Linked DNA regions of Triticum aestivum: region 1 is linked to region 2. Evidence: chromatin contacts called from public Hi-C data. All regions are on one chromosome and are shown on one strand. The core of a region is the stretch at or near the end of the contact, and the rest is flanking DNA. Distances in the headings are between cores, read along the strand shown. Region 1 holds the start of LOC123167326 (F-box/kelch-repeat protein SKIP25). Region 2 has its middle 120 kb from the start of LOC123167357.

Region 1 (3,733 bases), core at 287-2,786, 210 kb after region 2:
TGGAGTAATAATAGTAGATACAGGCAGGAGTCGGTCTACTTGACACGGACGTGATGCCTATATTCATGATCATTGCCTTAGATATCGTCATAACTTTGTGCTTTCTTATCAATTGCTCGGCAGTAATTTGTTCACCCACCGTAATATTTTCTATCTTGAGAGAAGCCTCTAGTGAAACCTATGGCCCCCGGGTCTATTTTTCGTCATATAAGTTTCTATTTTCCATTATATTAGTTTCCGATTCACTTCCTTTTATTTTTCGATCTATAAACCAAAAATGCCAAAAATATTTACTTTACCGTTTATCTATTTCTATCAGATCTCACTTTTGCAAGTAACCATGAAGGGATTGACAACCCTTTTATCGCGTTGGGTGCAAGTTTGTTTGATTGTTTGTGCAGGTATTCAGTGACTTGTTCGTTGTCTCCTACTGGATTGATACCTTGGTTCTCAAAACTGAGGAAAATACTTACTCTACTTTGCTGCATCACCCTTTCCTCTTTAAGGGAAAAACCAACGCAAGCTCAAGAAGTAGCAGGGTAGTACAACAGTGATGTCGGTCTTCGGGAGCGTGGACACAACCACATGAGGAGGGATGTATCAAAAAACAAGGGCTTCGGGTGAGCCAGGGGTGTCAAAGTGCGACGTGGCGGAATCCCTCAGACGGATTTGATGAGCCGCGTTGGATGGTTAAATGTATCTAAACCGTCCGATCCAAACATTTACGGGCGGTATGATGATCCACGTTGGAAATGCCCTTAACCAACAACGGTAGCACATGTACCTAGGACTTCTTTGATTCACAACTTTCTCAAACACATGGTAATAGAAAAAACACATGATTAAATGGCACGTCCTGTTGTACTATTATTCTATAAAATTAGAAGACTACATGAGTTTAGAATGGAAGAGTATTCCATATCACATGAAAAAATATCTACCGTAAGATATTTTTAGGGTAACCCACTAATAAGATTTTTTTAATAAAGGATGGATTTTATTAACTCACAATAAAACACCAAGGATATACAAACACAATAAGCACACATCCGGCCTATGCATAACTAGGAATCTAGGATGCATATAGCCAGCATCAGCACACGCAAATAAACACATCCACTAATAAGAATTGAGTGGATAAAAAAGTTTTCTTTGAAAAATTTCTAATCTTATAAAAATTCTTTTATACTCCTTTTTGAAGATGAACAAAAATATTCTTAGGATGGACATATATTTGCCAAAGAAGCAATGTAACAGGTCGAGAACGAAGCTTTTATTTTTTTAGTAGTTTAAATTGCTTACGACATGTGTCACAGCATTCCTGATAAACAAACACCATTGTGTTCCACCCTCCAAATGCTACAAACTTCGTTTACCGTTTCAAAGAGATCTCTCGTATTACATGATCCCGACGCAGCACGACTACTTGCTGCATAAAAAAATTACTACATGGATCACAGGCCGTGTACGTACGCAGTGTCGTCAGCCACTGCGTGGACCGTAGTAGGGAGGAAGGCGCGAAAAGGCCGGCCTTGTCCTGCAGCCTCAGGAATTCGCGGCCGGCGAGCCAGACAACGGACCGCCGACCCGACACCCGGCCGCGCCGGCGCCCGCCTGCTGTTTGCTGGCTGCCAGTCTCCCACGCCACGGAGCCACGCAACCGCACTGCATATACCACCGCACAGCAGCCGCAGTGCGAGCGGGCATCATCGTCCTCCACCCCCATATGGGATAGCCGTATCCCTCTTCCTCCTCTGCTACTGCCCCGCGCCTTTCCGGATTAATTGCCGCCCACAACGCCCAGCGCATGCACACGCACGCACTCGGCATAGTTTAGTGTAGGGTCGCCGTGCTCGCCCAAGCAAGCAAGGCGCGGCCTGCCTGCTACTAGTAGCGCCTCTCGCCTCCGCGGCCATGGCTGCACCCGCGCTGGCCAAGCGCCCCTGCAGCAGCCCCTCCTCCTCCGCTTCTTGCCGCGAGGCCAAGCGGCTCCGCCCGGCGGCGGCGCCGGTGGCCATGGAGAGGCACGACGCCGCTGCCGCTGCTGAGGTGTCGACGACGACGTCGCAGTCGCAGTCGCAGCCGCTGCTCCCGGGCCTGCCGGACCACCTCGCGCAGCTCTGCCTCTCGACGCTCCCGCCGAGCCTCATGCACGCCGTCTGCCGCCCGTGGCGCCGGCTGCTGTACGCGCCGTCGTTCCCGCCGTTCTTGTCCCTGTACGCGCTCCTCGAGGACGCCGGCGACGGCGGCGCGTCCTTCGCGGCCTACGACCCGATCGCCGCGCGGTGGGACTGTCTGCCGGCGCCGCCGATGCCGTCGCCGCCCCCGACCCTCTGCCACCCGTCGTTTCTCTCCCGCCGGCTGCCGCTCCAGTCCGTGGCCGCGGCGGGGCAGCTCGTCCTCGTCGCAGGGTCCACGCAGTCGCTCCACCCGGCGCTGTGCCGTCCGCTCGTCTTCGACCCGACCGCCGCGCCCGCGCCGCGATGGCAGGTCGGCCCGCGGGTCCCGCTCGCCCCGCGCAGGTGGTGCGCGGCGGGGGCGGCGAGGGGGCGCGTGTTCGTCGCGGGCGGCGTGGGCGCCGGGTACGACCTCGCCGTCGCGCGCTCCGGGGCGACATGGGACCCCGCCACGCCGTCTGCGCCGTGGGAGCCGCTCCCGCCGCTGCGGGACGGGCGGTTCAGCCGTGACGCGGCCGAGGCCGTGTGCTCGGGCGGGAAGGTCTGCATGGTCAACCTCCGCGGCAGCGGCGCCAAGGAGGGCGCGGTGTTCGACCTCGTGGCCGGGCGGTGGGAGGACATGCCGCCCGGCATGCTGGCCGGGTGGAAGGGCCCCGCCGCGGCGTCCCCGGACAGCGGCGACACGATCTTCGTCGTGGACGAGGAGCGCGGCGCGCTCAACACCTACGACTGGGGATCCGACCGGTGGACAACGGTCACGGAGGCGGAGCGGCTCAAGGGCGCGGCAGAGATGGCAGCCGGCGGCGGCAGGGTGTGCGTCGTGTCCCACGGCGGCGCGAAGGTGGTGGTCGTGGACGTGACGCCCAAGGCGAGGACGAGGGGCTCCACGACGGCGCCGCCGCGCATGTGGGAGGTGGAGGCGCCGGCCGGGCGGTGGGTGGTCTCGCTGCACGTGCTGCCCAGGATGACGCGCCCCGAGTAGGCTTCCTCAACTCCCGCCACTGTACAAAGTACAAACTTATAGTACAAAAACAAAAGGCTCTCCCTTTGGTTCGTCTTCTCTTCTTCCTGCGGCGAATCCGCATTGGCACCGGCCTGGGCAGTATGCAGTATGGATGGGCAGACGACGCTAGAATCGATTTGGTTCCCGTGTGCTTCTGCTCAACGGCTACCAGCTGGATTTCGAGATTTTGATTTTGGAGGTGTAGACGCTAGATTTCCAGTTTTTGATTCTTGCGTTCTTCTGTCCTGCTCCTCTGATCCTCTCTGTCCAGATATCAAAAGCAGGATTCGAGATTTTTTTGGGGTTCCTTTTCTTTCAGAGATACTACTCCAGCACATACACTTGGGAACTGAATGAAATTAGACTGCTAATGTTCTGTTAAACCCAGTCCGTTTTTCTCTCGATGAGCAGGATAGGTCCGTTAAACCCAATGCTGGTACCCTGCGTCGCTTTGAGCCGTCGCGAGTCGCGACCCTCAGCCGGCGCTTTCTCGACGCCGGAGGCACGCGGTGGCCGGAGAAGTCCCGCCACGGAAACCTGGTACTAGATATTT
Region 2 (3,419 bases), core at 553-3,052:
AAAAATGTTGCGACGGCATTGCAAGCAACAACAATAAATGCTACATCCGTTTTAACTGAAATGCTACAACCGTCAATGAAGATGTTACAACCATTGAGAAGACGTGCTACAACCGATGAGGGACGACATGCTACAACCATTCAAGACAGATGTTACAACCGGTAGAAAAAACTGTTGCAAACGATGGCATAAAATGTTGCATGGTCGACTGAGACTTGGTTAAATCTCAGTCGACTGATTTTTAGCCGGGCCGATTTTATAATCCTCATTTCAGCATTGCCTGCAAGTGCAGGTTGCAGACAGATATGCAGGTCCCTTGTTCATCCGATGGTTAAAGTTGCGGGCACGCCCATGATTTCACCTCCTGTCTGGGTAATCGATCTAGTAATACCAAATGCCACTCCTGACCGACTAGGGTTTATGGTCTACCCAGCCTATGCATGCACTCCACCATAACCCGGGGCATTATGTCAACTAAAGTACACATGATGGCGACATCTCTATTATCCAGATGAGCTGGCTACGGCACAGCCTTTGCGCGTTCGACACACACACGACAGCGACAGAGGGCCGGGAGGAGAGGGAAAAGTTCACTTTTGTCCACTCTACACGCTGTGCCAGCGTGCAGCCATGCATCGGTCACGCCGTGCATAGATTTATCTGGTGACCGGTGGCCGACTAGAACGCACGCATATACAATGGCCAGGCCGGCAGCTGGTGGATCGACCCGACCCAGTTCACTAGTAGGATATCTCTTCTCTTGAGACGGATCCCTTCGTTTTTTTTATGATATTAACCTTCTGTACGGTGCAGATTGTTTGGCTCTCCGTCCTCTCTTCCTTTTATAAGGGTAGTAGATAATTGTTGTGCAAGGGAGAGGAGAGATCGACAGCTCATGCACACTTATACCTAGCCATGGGCCGGGCCGGGCCTAAAAAAGCCCACGGCAGAAAACTGAGGCCCAGGCCTTACCATAGGGCCTACTTTTCAAGTCCAAGCCCGGCCCATCCGGTAAAAAAGCCCTGAAAAGCCCTTAGGGCTTAGGGCCGTGGCTGGGCCTCTTCCTTAAAATGTCAATATGCCAAGCCCAAGCCCGTCCAGGCCTTGCTGGTGGGCTCAAAACTCAGGTCCAAGCCCGGCCCACGGGCAAGCCCATCAGGCCTAGGCCCTGGATTTTAGGGCCGGGCCTGGGTGGGCTGACAGGGTCGGGCAGGAGATGGCCAGAACTATGCACACCTATGTTTTAGCTACGAGCTGTCAACCGATGGTAGCTTGTTTCCAGATGATCCCGGGCATTTCCCTGTTCTACTCCTTATGAAATGGCAGGCTATAAAAAGTACTCCCTCCGTTCCGAAATATTTGTCTTTCCAGCCATCTCAAATGGACTACAACATACGGATGTATGTAGACATATTTTAGAGTGTAGATTTACTCATTTTGCTCCGTATGTAGTTACTTGTTGAAATCTTTAGAAAGACAATTATTTGGGAACGGAGGGAGTAGTACTCACATAAACATCAAATCCTTTGAAAAGCCTTGAAGCTTTAGCTTGGTCACCAACTGGTATAGCTACAATATTTATTTTGGTCTACTTGTATAACGTACGTACATATTTTATACTGTAAGATATATAGGGGTCGAGTGAGTTGTTTACGCACGGCATCTTTTTTTTCAGTGCACACGGCATCTGATTTCGTTGACATGAGCCGAGCGGTCGAAAAGGCTCTTTTTGGCATGTTCTGCACAGCTGCTACACATGGCCTGGTCCCCGAAGATCCGGATGGATTCTTCCTCGGTTTTTCCGCTCCTGTTCTAGTCCAATTTGTACTTAGAAAAATGAGCAGTCTTTGTTGGCTGTATCATCTGTATGTACTACTACTACTCCAAGAAGAATGATACTCTATTGGTGTTGAAAATTGACGTTTGAAGCTGGGACCCGGTCGTCTAGAGCAAATATCCGCAAGAAATTAGAGAGAGGGAAATGTTTCGGAAAAAAAAGAAAGAAACGGGAAAAGAAGGTCCTTGGTCGCATCGCACAACCCAACACGAGAATCGCAGTGGAGAGAAAGAGCTGCTATTCTTTCTCCGCGAAATAGTTGAGTCCTCGAGCTCAGATTGTTGAAAGATTATAGCGAGTGAGTGCCCACTCGACCCTTTTTTTTTACGATGTACATGTAGTCAGAGGACTTGTTCTAAGTCTACGGTTTTAGTCCACACAAAAGACCAGCTGTATTAATGTATATGCTCCTAAAATAACCAGATAGTAATAGGCTAATAGCCAAGGACAGACGGATGCTGCGGCTACTGCTACTGACCAACAGAACATGCGGCCAGCAGATTAATCCAACCGGCCCACTGGATCATAACATATACTCCATGGAATATTATTCCGTCCACTTCGCCGGCCATCTCTTGGCCCGGATACAGTGTCGAGGTCCCGTGCACATGTGCCAATCAATCAGAGCGAAAAGGCGATCGGTGGACTATGCAAGAGTATTAATTAAGCGGTTAAGACTGCAGCTTACGAGCACGAGTGGCTGGTGTACTAATCGTCATTACTCCTACTACTAATCATCGGGTCGGGGAGGTTAGGGCACGTGAGCCATCGTCCTGGCTCATGGCCCCTGGGCGTGCGCGAAGGCCAACAAAAGCCACCTTTTGGACAGCAATCGCTCGCTCGCGTGGCCACTTGCCAAAACATGTCGCCCCGGCTCGGCTAGTCTGCGTTGGCAGCCACATCTCGGAAGAAAGGAACACGCGTAGTAGTACGTTGATGTGTGTGGTGCGCGCCTTCCATCCAACCAAGACAGATCGATGCAGCATGAGTATTATTGTTGGGAGATTATCATCATTCATGAGAGATCTCGATCGCCTACCGCATAAATTGCAAAAGCAGAATGAATTCATGTAGGCGTACACGGAGTCGGTGAGGGTATCCATCGATCAATCCATCTCACCAGCTACAGCTACAGCTGCTGCTAGCAAGTGTTGAAATACGAGGGTGGGCCTTGGACCCATCTAACAATTTTAGAAAATTTCTAAGGATCTACGTGGGTTATATAACATTAGTCTCACCTTACTAGTCGGAGAGAAGTTGGACCTCCTTATAAGGGATTCTCTTCCACATGCTATTGGAGCTTGGGAAGAGAAGTGGTTCCCGCGCGCTTCACCCGCAGCCCGTCTCGCCTCGCCGCGCCGCATGTTGCGGGAATGAGACGAGCCGACCTAATATCTATGCGCTTATTTTTACCGGTGAGGAACGAAGAGTCTTTGACAGGTGGACCATAATCTGAGACGTCAGATCGTGGGCTGTTACCGGCTCAGACGTGGGTCCAGCCCACGTCTCTCCATGCGGCTGCACATACACATCTGGGGCGTCTGCCAACCCTAGCCGCCACGCGAAGCAGATCACATCTACC

What was found. Hi-C and Micro-C count contacts between places; a contact is called where the count stands out from the background.
Region 1: a contact with region 2 is called in a Hi-C map of leaf, with 8 times the contacts expected there. The contact joins the promoter of LOC123167326 here to the enhancer-like site in region 2. A contact is called at or near these places in 2 of 5 Hi-C or Micro-C datasets (both in leaf) and 1 of 1 datasets of contacts at active chromatin or transcription factors (leaf).

The regions. Positions count from the first base shown.
Region 1 is chr7D:519,431,428-519,435,160 of IWGSC CS RefSeq v2.1, forward strand. It overlaps LOC123167326 (F-box/kelch-repeat protein SKIP25), which reads left to right and starts at 1,537. Exons shown (of 1, transcript XM_044585174.1): 1 at 1,537-3,533. The coding sequence starts at 1,915. The coding sequence ends at 3,159.
Region 2 is chr7D:519,218,094-519,221,512 of IWGSC CS RefSeq v2.1, forward strand. No RefSeq gene overlaps it. Among protein-coding and RNA genes, the nearest start is that of LOC123167357, 120 kb to the left of the region's middle. Within about 2 kb of position 1,803, at least 3 of the 8 cell types and tissues checked have an H3K27ac peak or open chromatin away from gene starts, as enhancers often do. A contact at or near this core is called in leaf, where this site is marked.